Regions from separate parts of the Gossypium hirsutum genome. Here region 2 is linked to region 1. A link is a contact called in public Hi-C data. All regions are on one chromosome and are shown on one strand. The core of a region is the stretch at or near the end of the contact, and the rest is flanking DNA. Distances in the headings are between cores, read along the strand shown. Region 1 holds the start of LOC107952836 (NPL4-like protein 1). Region 2 holds the start of LOC107948525 (kinesin-like protein KIN-7K, chloroplastic).

Region 1 (5,419 bases), core at 928-3,427:
CAAGGGTGATTAGATATTTCATTTGTTTCAAAAGTGATTGTCCGGTATGGTGCAAGGCATCAATCTCAGAGTGACAACAATCAAGACTAGACAATCATGTCTACTTCTAAACTTAAATACTAATATCAAACTTAAATACCATGAAGCGGTCATAGCAAGAAAAGATCGATTTGGAACAGACATCAAGCAAGAATGGTAATTAAGAAGTTGCAAAGTTTGATATAATTGTGGTTCTTGCTGTTTATATGTCTGATACATCAGATTAAGGCAGCTTGCAAAGTTAAACCTTTGACGTAGAGCCCAGGGTGTTACCGAATTTGCTCATAGTAGATAGATATATAAGTCAAAATAGTGTGTTTTAATGTAGATGAGCATTACAAATCAAGGGATGATATATTAATCAGCCATTACCAACAACAATATGTAGTTTTCTGAAATAAATGAGCAAAACTTAGACTAAATTTGTATGAAATTCGAAGCTTGACTTTAGATGAAAATTATTATGTCCCAAAATAGCTTTTCATGGGTTTGAGAAGTGAAAAACGGTGTATAAAATTTGTTTCATTCATCCTTAATCTTTGAAGTACATCATCAACTAAACTGAAAATAGACATTATGATTCATTCTAATTTCCAGAAATTCTTATCACATCAGTATAGTTGTTTATAAGCAAATTGATTCAAATTTACAAGTGAGAGTCATGTCAAGATTGATTTACCATATAAGACGAGACCTAAAAATAAGGTGGCAGTGCACAAACCTCCAAAAAAGCCCTTACCGACCATTTCTATAAGAAGTTCTGTAGCCTTTGAGGTATAATTGTTTTGAAGAAATCCCTGGATCATTACATTATAACAACATCTATTAGGCAAACAATCATACCTTTAGCAACATTAGGCTCAATGCCTAGCTTTTTCATTGTGCCAATGATATCTTTAGCTTTAGAAACCACTCCTTTCTTGTAAAGTGTATCGATCAATGTAGTATATGTGATGACATTGGGATTAATGCCTTGCTTTCTCATTTCGAAGAAGAGATCATGAGCCTCCTTTAGCAAGCACTTCTTATAAAGATAGTTAAGGAAAGTGCTATTTACTACAAATCGAATTCAAAACCTTTTTCTTCCATCATCCTTAGAAACCTAACAACTCAATCAATATTCCTAGTATAAAACAACCCATTCAGTATTGTAGTGTAAATAATTAAATTAGGTTGATATCCTTTTTCAACCATTTCATCAAACAAACTCACCGCCTGAGAAATCTTACTTCGTTGACAAAGTCCTTTAATCAAAGTGGAAAAAGTTACAACATCAGGTTTAACACCTAGCTTCAGCATTTTGACCAAAACAGAAAACCCAGAATCAATTCCACCAAGTTGACAAAAGCAATTAATCAAGATGTTGAAAAAATAACCGTTATGGGAAACTCCCAACAATTCCATTTGGCTATACAGAGAAACAACAGTGGCATAACATCTCATTCTAACCAGGGCTACTAATAATTTAGTGAATTCAACAATGGAACGCTTTGGGTGCTGCTCAATCATTTCATTAAACAAAGTCAAAGCATCATCAACATTATCGAAGCGATGATAAGTCTTTGGGTTTTGCCTAAAAGACATTGAACTCTCATTTAAAGTTTCCATGTGATTAGAAACGATTTTAAAATAACGAGCAAAAGAATAGTGGAAACTAGAAAGGTTCATTCCATCATTAACAATGGAATGAAGAAGTAATGAAGAATCAAGCTTACCCATATCCCGAAATTAAGAAAAACGAAACAGCAAGAGCTGAGCTTGAAATGAAACTTACAAATGGTGGCGACAGCGGTACTACCAGACAGTCGGTAAAAATACGGACAAATAAAGAACAAGAAGAAAAAACAATAGCTTTAAAAAGAAGATGCCATACCTTAAGCCAAGACCTTGAGAAGAGGAATGAGATTTGCCTTTGCCTGAGAAAGAGAGAAAGAGAGGAATGAGATTTGCAGAAAGAGAGAAAGAAGATGAAGAACAGAAGGAAGGGAAAAGGATTTTTACCCGTCTCTAGGAAAATGTCTTACCGGAAAAAAATCTGTAAGATATTTTCCATAAAACGCGTTGATTTTACCCATCTCTTAGGAAAATATTTTCCAAATGTAAAATCTTTTCAAGCTTCCAAACACCTTAAAACCTCCTGGTAAACAAACGGGCCCTAAGTTACAATTTATTACTTCTAAGGTTAAAAATTAAAAATAATTACTAAATAACTATCGGTTTTTTTACCTGAAAGGCATACTCCGCCTTCACTAAGGTCTCACAAATTAATTGCCTGTTAATATTATTGGATAATTAGAAATTCTATCATGCGAAAATGTATGTGAAAATTTTATATTCAAAATATGGATGTTAATTTAAAAATAGTGTATAATAAAAATGAAATTTGTAATTTAAAATTAATAAATAATAACATATGAAATATATACAATATTAAAATGAAAAAATAGATTAAATTGTGAATAAAATGAAATTTAACACGTAAAAACATCATATTAAGAATACTAAATATATTACAATTATTTATCATGACTTTATTATCAATTTTGAGTTAATGTCGAGTTGTGTAGGGGATAAATCCGGTTAAGCAATGAACAAAGTGAATAAAATAAGAATTGAAAAGATCAAACATGCAAATTTTACGTAGAAAAACTTCTCAAGAGAGGATAAAAAGTCACGAGTAAAAGGAGATTTCACTATAATAAAGTAGAGTACAAAAGATGGGGAGAATTAAAAGAAAAATCCGAAGCCTTACAAGAAAAACCCTTCAGAACAAAGAACAAAATTCTTTCAATCTAAATAATTTTTTGTTGCCTAAAACATGAAGTAACTAAGGCCTATTTATAGGCTGAAATTCGTAGTATATATGATTACAACAACTTTAGGTTAATTAAAGTTTAAGTGAGAAACTAAAAATAGAGTTTAACTAAGAGAAGAAAAGTCAAACTTAAATTTGGTCAAAATAAGAGGTATTTTTCAAAAAAATCTCCACCTTGACTTGTATTTGGACCAACTCCATTGTCGAGCCCTGTTATGGGCTTAACTGATTCTTTTTCTAATACTTACCAACTCAAAGCAATGCTTAAACTTTGAAACTAGAAGGCTCTGTGTCAACATGTTGGTCAAATTGTGTTCTGTGTCAATTTTAAAAATATGAATATCCCCTTGAATGATCACCTCTTGAGCAAAATGATAACAAATGTCTATATGCTTCATTCTCTCGTGATGTATTTGATCTTTGGTGAGATGTATGACATTTTGACTATCACAATATATGAAGTTGCCCTTTTTTAACTTACCAGTTCACTGAATATGTAACAGCCCAATTTTAGTGAAATCGAAATAGTGATTTCGAGACCACAAATCGGAGTCAGAAAGAAAATTTATTTTAATATTATTGCATGGTCTGTATTATGATAGGAATGTTATATGAAAATTCTAATAAGAAAATTTTATCGATTATGTGCTTAATTACGAAAAGGACCAAATTACATAAAATGCAAAAGTTGAGTTCTAGTAGCTATAAGTATCAAATAGCTATGGAATTCAAAACTTGAGGTCCTTATACGGTAATTAGACCATTAAAGAAAAGTTAGTAGATATTTTTGATGAATCGTCCATGAAAAATTAGAAAATGGCAACGACTAAATTAATGGATGATAAATAATTAAATAGAAATATTATCATTTTATATCATCTTCATCCCCAAAATTTGCATGGAAACCCTAGGAGAGAGAAAGGAAACTAATCAAGCTTAATTAACATGCTTTCTTGTCTCGTTTTTAGTAATTTTATATTTTTGAGATCGGGATAGTCTAATCTATCTATTTTGGAGATTAATTTGAAAATATATCAAAGTATAGAAAATTTGTCATGGATGAATATGCTGAAATTTTGAAATTTATGGTAGAAAATGAAAGATTGTTAATAGATAAACAACTTTTACAAAGAGAATTTCATGAAATTGTGATTTAGGGACTAAATTGAAAAATTGTAAAACCCATAGAAAAATTCTGATTTTTAAGAAATTCATGAGCTATTATTAAGACATGTAAAAATCGGTTAGGCTTGAAATAATGATTAAATTGCATAAATTTCATTTTCCGAGCCTAGGGATGAAATTGAAATTTATGAAAAGTTTAGGGGCAAAATGATAATTTTGCCTAGGCATAAATTGAATCCAATTGAATATGAAATGTCATAAATTGATTATTAAATTCATTTATATAGATCTAGAAAACTCAAATTCGAAGCCAGATCGAGGAAAATAAAAAGTTTCAGATTAGTAGATTTTCATACACAAACAAGTGTCAAGGTAAGTTCGTGTAACCAAATTGTGTTTAATTATATGTTTGAATTGAATGTGGTATGTGATTGTATGAATTATATAAATGTTAAAAATAAATGAAATAACCATATTTTCAATCATATCCGGAAAATAATAAGTTTTTTTTTGAATAATAAAATTCAATGGATATATGTGATTTCCCATATTACATGCGGTACTATATATGTTGCAGATAGAATATAGCTCGGACAAGCAATCTTGTTAAAGCCATCTTGAGTATCCTGATAAATAGTTCTTGCGAGCATCTTGATCAGTAGTGATCATGCATGTGTTGTGCACTACCGCAGCTCTATGTGATCATCTTGTTACACGATTCGATGGTTGTGATTCATCATATAATGCGGACACAAACGCAGCTCTACATGAGCGTCTTGATATAACCTCTTATGGGCTTCCTGACATGGCTCGTTTGAACTCCCTGTTACCTTATCCGGTGCTCCCTGATATTAACTCTTCGGAGTTATCTGATAAACTCTATGAGCTCCCTGAGTAAAACTCTTATGAGTTTTCTGTTTATCCCGAATAAGTGTCTTGTTACATGGCTCATCTGAGCATCCTGATATATGGCTCGAGAGTGTGCTCTTTGATTAAGTGCCCTAATGGGTACCCCTAATTATGAATTGACGATTTACAGTTTTATACACCTTGTGTGCACTACCTGAGTATCCATCAATATTTCAATAATTCAACGGAGACATGAGAAATTATGAGATTAAACGAGTTATGTCCCGAATACTTCTGAAATACTTAAAAAGAGTGTAGCATGATGAGCTCATCCATGCTTACTTAATGTACATGTAAATTATCTGACTAACTTATTTATTTGAATGTATGTGCTTGGGCAAATTTGCTAATTTGTTGGAAAGCATGTTATTTTTATGCTTATTTAAATGAATATGATTGGTAAGTTTACTTTCTGTTATACGGACTTACTAAGAAATTAAATACTTACTAGGTTTTATTTTCTTTATTTTATAGTGTTTGAAAAGCTCATTAAGGTTGGAGAATGGTTGGAGAATCATCACACTATCCTCT
Region 2 (5,672 bases), core at 1,460-3,959, 310 kb before region 1:
GTATGAGTCTTCCCGCTACTTGTCACGCCATAAGCAAAAATGGTGCCTGTGGACAGAATTTAACACTTTAAGGTAGAGGAACGAGCTTTTGAGGAGATACAAATTAAATGCCTAGCATTCAATATCAACCCACAATTTCTGATGCAAAACTGTGAGTACTTCTTCAGAGAAGGCAAGGTAGATTCTCGCCTGAAACAATAGTTACCAAGGAAGCTTAGGATACCTCAGTAACAAATCTATTGGTTCCAGAAATCTAAACTGAGTGTTCCTAGATTAAAATAGTCTTCCTACAGAGTGATTATGAGGTAAGAGTCCTGAAAAGGACCAATTAACAATTAGATCTCAGTCCTGTGCTATGAACACTATAAAAAACAATCACTAACAAAGTACATATCCAAAAGCACTCTGAAAACCTTTAGAACCTACTCAAAGTAACTTCTAAGCAAAATCACCAGATTCATTCCTCTTAGCAACAAGCCTTGGCAATATCCTTGAATTTCATTATATATCCTGTAAGAGCAACCAAACCTGACATAAAACAAACATTAGCAGATCCAAAGCCGGTAACAGCGTTGTCTAGTCCAACTATCATGGATAAGTACATTCATACATTCATAAATCCATCAGCTCATGTTGCATGAAAATAGCAAAACTATTTATCTCAAAGTAGCCTTAACATGTGTTTAATAGGTGGTCATGGACTAATCTCAATTCTTAGCTTTCTAAAGAAAGTAAAAACGACAAAAAAAAAAACAGAGGTACTGTTTATCGAATGGTGTAAGAGCCAAATTTAGCTACGAAGTGGGTTCTTCACATCATACCATTGATGCCTTCCATGGCACCACTGACAACATGCTGGGCAGCAACATCATAAACATGGCGTGTGGTAGTTGTTGGGCCAAACACTCGATCTAGAAGCATAAGAAACAATCAATTAAGTGAGATCCAGAAAGCTTAAGAATTTTGGACCATAAAAGAGATAAAGGCAAACTAGATAATATACACTATGCCAAATGCCTCTAATAAAAATGACAGAGAAAAGTAATTTTTTTTTATTAAATTTATATAGAAAACAGATAACTGATACTTCTCAAAGTTCATCCAGTACCTAGTGCTATTTCACACAGACATAAAAAGCAAATCAGAACTTAAAAAGTTTCTGCACATAACAAAAAATGACAAACAGAAACATCATCAACAATTAAAAGGTCATTCACATATTAAACATGAGAAATGTTTCAAGAAGAAAACATAAGAATTAGAATCCTCAGAAGCTGCCTTAAAGGCTAAGGAACAAAAAGTTTTAAGGGTTACAAATATTGTGAAAGCGGATACCAATGTTTTGAAGATATGCTTTGAATATCTCCAGTTCTTTGGCACTGGAATGACCTCAATATATATTTATTCGAGATTTTTCATTAGTTGGAGTCTAAAAAACATAACTCCGAGTAAAATTAAAGGTATCTTCAATAGAGTGCATGAAAAACATGAAATTGAAAGAAAAAGATCACTTCACATAATATAAAACTAACCATATGCATAAGCTATGGATGGATTATGTTCATTTCTCACAATAGTCTCCCCATCTGCATACCAAGCAATCTCCTCACCAAGACGAATTTCCCTTGGACTACATCCACAAACGCCAATCAAAGCCTTCATCAAACAAATACATAGAACAAAATACCCAAAAAGCAAGGGAAAATAATAATATACCTGAGAGGACGAAACCGAACGGTGACAGTGACATTCTCCTTGGATCGGTCGGCATCCACATGCAAGTTCTCAGAGTAAAAACACTGTGGCTTGCTTCGAGCCGATGACGATGCCGGTGAGCTCTGGCAATCGATAGATGTTTCTGGAAAGTGTTTGGATGATGAAGTTGTTGAAGACGAAGGTGAATTTACAGCTTTTGAGTTGCTTGAACCTAATTTCTTCGATTTCGATCCTCTTCTCGAAGACATTTTCACCTCACCAAAAAATTCTCCGTTCTACACACTTAACAAAAAAAAAAGCAACTCGAAATTAGAAAATATGAAATTCAAGCTAAAAAGGTAGAAATTAGTTTCGGAAATCGCTACATTGTGACAAAATCGACTTACAGTAGCAGAAATTTGAAGCAATTCCAAGTTTCTTGACTTTCCTAAAGTAATCAAACTGTTAATGAAAAAAAAAATCAACTTTCTCCGTCAATTTTGTAGACAAATTCAGTTGACTTTTACAACTCAGAAGAAGAAAAAAGGAAATCAACTTCCTTTTATATCCTCTATTTTCTCTATCATCCAACACAAAAAACAGTACAATTGAAAAAAAAAAGTAAAAACGCAGGAAAGTTTTTAACAAAAAAACTAAAATCTATTTTTTCAACAAATATACAAAAAAAAATCATCTCTCCAGTCCAAACAAAATGACAATAAGAAAACTTACCTTTGCAGAATCACAGAAGCATTTTCGATTAAAAAAAACTATATAGAATCTATAGATCTAACAGTTAGGAGAAAACAGTTGAGAGAAAAAGAAAGATTAAAAGTTTTTCTATTTAGAGTAAAAGAAAAACATCATCACTCATCAGTAGAGGAGTAAAAGAAATAGAAAGAGAAATACGCCTTCTTTTTTCTTTAACTTTTCTTTAATTCGTCAATAATTTTAGTAGGAATATAGCTTTTTTGCTTGCCTTGGAAGCGATGCCACTCATCAAAGCCCCAATGGCAAACGGCAATTTTCAGTCCCCAATTTTTTAGAGGAAAAAGTAAATTAAAAATAAATAAATGGGTGGTGATGTGTAATTTTTGCTTTTTGCTTGATGATTGATGATTGAATTTATTTTATTTCCTTTCTTTCTTTTCTTATTTTAGCGCGAAATGAGTAATGAGTTTAGAAGACACGATCACGAGAGTCGCGTGAGAATGAGGCAAGTAAGAGAGGAGAGGTGGGACAAATGATGGGGCCCAGTTTTGCATTAGTACACGTGTCTGAACCTGCGAATTATTTTAGATTAGCATAAGATGAAATGAGACAAATTTTTGTTAAAAAGAAGAAAATGCCGTACTTCTGTTTTTCTTTTTTCAATTTTGTAATAATAATAACCTATCATTTTCTCCCTAAAATAATATCCTTTTAATTAGTAAATTTAAAAGTCAAAACTCTTTCTGAGAACAAAAGTCAAAACTCTAAAACTAAATTAAATCATATTATGTTCGACACACAAAAGACCATTGGACTATTTTAGCACTCATACCTCGAAATATATATTTTTAAATTAAATATTTAATTCATTCCTTTTTGATATTATTTAATATTCTTTTCTTGAATGCAATTTTTAAATATTTGATAGAGATATTGATTTCTAATTAAATTAACTGAATCAAGTTTGATAAAGCTTTCTCCAAGGTTTTTATTTTTTCCATTAAAAAATAAACTCAATACCTCAAAAACCATTCATTATTAAAATAAAAAGCATGAACTTTCTTTTTTGTCTTAACATGTCCTCTTTCTTATATTAATTTGTTAGATTTAGAAAACAAAAAATTGATAAATTGTTTGAAAATACTAACTCTTTGTTCGGTTCAAGGAGTAAGAATAGATTACAGTCCAAATCGGTGAGCCCATCACTAAATTAATGTTAGTTGGCTATAATGGCCTATTACAGCCTATGTTGAATAGGGTTCTATCCTAGGAAAAGGCTGTATAGTCATTCCCTTACTTCACCACTGAATAGGCATTTAATTCGGTGGAAAAGTGAGATTTTTTTTCCCATTTTCAATTTTTGCCTTCACCTTTACCTGGGATGAAAATGTTGTAACTAGAACTATCATCGTTCTCCTCGGTCTTGCTGATAACTTCCTTTCCTTCTTATCTCTATTAAAGGTATCGGTCCTCTTTTTTTAAAACGCTTCCCTTTTTTTTCTTTGGTTGTAGAGAAAACCTACTCAGTCGAATGAAGTCATCATCCCCCACTCTTTTTCTTTTTCTTTTTCTTTTTCTTTTCCTCAGTCGATATTGTGGGAGCTTTATTCTTTTTCTTTTCCTTGGTTTCTCTATGTCTTGGTGACAGCTATTACCTTTTTTATTTCTTTTTCTCAGGTACTAATCAGCTAAAAAAAGAAACTGTAAAAAATAAAATGTTGGTAATGGTAATATATCACAAAGAAAGGAGAAATAAAAATAAAGAACACACAGATTTTTACATGGAAACCCTTTCGAAAAAAATCACTGGTAGAGGAGAAGAAAATCCACTATGTGGAATTCAAATGATTACAAGAGGAGTAGACTATGTCTCTATTTATAGGCATGTAAAATCATATTCTAATAGTAGTAAGATTGTAACACCTTATTCTAATCAATATTAAATAGATGGAGTTTAATAAAGTTTAAAAAAACCTTATTCTAAAATAAAATAAAAGAAGTGTAGTTCTATATAGATCTTATTTTTATTTTATTTTACCACTGTATTTTATTTAAATAAGGATTCAGGTCACTTAATTCTAACAATCTCCACCTTGACACGAATTCTCAATGAACAAGTTCTTCATCGCGAACTCTCAACGAACAAGTTCTCCACATTTTCCATAAAACCTCTTAAGGGTTTAACTTCAACAATGAATACCAACCAAGTATAAGCAATGTTCAAACTTGGTTATAGGAAGTAAGTTAGTCATCATATCTGCAGGATTTTCATGAGTACTAATTTTGCTCACAACAATATCACCACGAACAATAATATCACGAGAAAAATGATACCGAACATCAATGTGTCTTGTTCTCTCATGAAACATTTGATCTTTTGTAAGGAAGATGGCACTTTGACCGTCACAAAATACTGTACTAATTTGAAAGTCTTCATTAAGTTTACTAAAGAGTCTCTTCAACCAAATAGCTTTTTTACAAGCCATGTACTCAGCTTCTGTGGTAGACAAAGCGACTGTAGTTTGCAAAGTGGCTTTCCAACTGATCACACAACCTCTGATTGTAAAGACATAACCTATAAGAGATCTCCTTCTATCTAGGTTTCCAGCAAAAACCTATAAGAGATCTCATTCTATCTACGTCTCCAGCAAAATCATCATTAACATACCCAATGACTCCATCTCTAGTTCTTCCAAACTGTAAGCAAACATTAGTAGTACCTCGTAAGTATCTTAAAATCCACTGAACTGCTTTCCAATGTTCTTTACCAGGATTCGCCATGTATCTGCTAACTACACTGACTGCATATGATAAATCTGGACGTAAACAAACCATAGCATACATGAAAGATCCTACTACACTAGAGTATGGAACATGTGACATGTACTCAATCTTATCATCTGATTGTGGAGACAAAGCCGATGGAAGTCTAAAATGGGCTGCTAAAGGAGTACTAACAGGCTTAGCACTCTGCATATTGAACCTGCAAAGAACTTTCTCAATGTACCCCTTTCTAACTTAGGTACAATTTAATTGTTTTTTTATCTCTGAGAATCTCCTTACCAAGTATCTTATTTGCTGGTCCCAAATCTTTCATCTCAAATTCTTCACTTAGTTGGGCTTTGACCTTTCTTATCTCTCATTTATCTTTCGTTACTATCAACATGTCATCAACATAAAGGAGTGGATAAACAAAAGAACCATCACTGTTTTTCTTAAAGTAAACACAACTGTCAAAACTACTTCTTTTGAAATTATGAAAAGTC

Evidence for each region. Hi-C and Micro-C count contacts between places; a contact is called where the count stands out from the background.
Region 2: a contact with region 1 is called in a Hi-C map of leaf, with 2.7 times the contacts expected there. The contact joins the promoter of LOC107948525 here to the promoter of LOC107952836 in region 1. A contact is called at or near these places in 10 of 34 Hi-C or Micro-C datasets (anther, callus, fibers and 4 more).

Annotation. Positions count from the first base shown.
Region 1 is chrA04:33,552,538-33,557,956 of Gossypium_hirsutum_v2.1, reverse strand. It overlaps LOC107952836 (NPL4-like protein 1), which reads right to left and starts at 2,177. Exons shown (of 5, transcript XM_041111066.1): 1 at 2,041-2,177; 2 at 1,913-1,955; 3 at 1,252-1,329; 4 at 783-836. The coding sequence starts at 2,114.
Region 2 is chrA04:33,864,132-33,869,803 of Gossypium_hirsutum_v2.1, reverse strand. LOC107948525 (kinesin-like protein KIN-7K, chloroplastic) reads right to left here and starts at 2,709. Exons shown (of 25, transcript XM_041111038.1): 1 at 2,675-2,709; 2 at 2,103-2,157; 3 at 1,717-1,998; 4 at 1,533-1,630; 5 at 822-911; 6 at 1-46. The coding sequence starts at 1,964.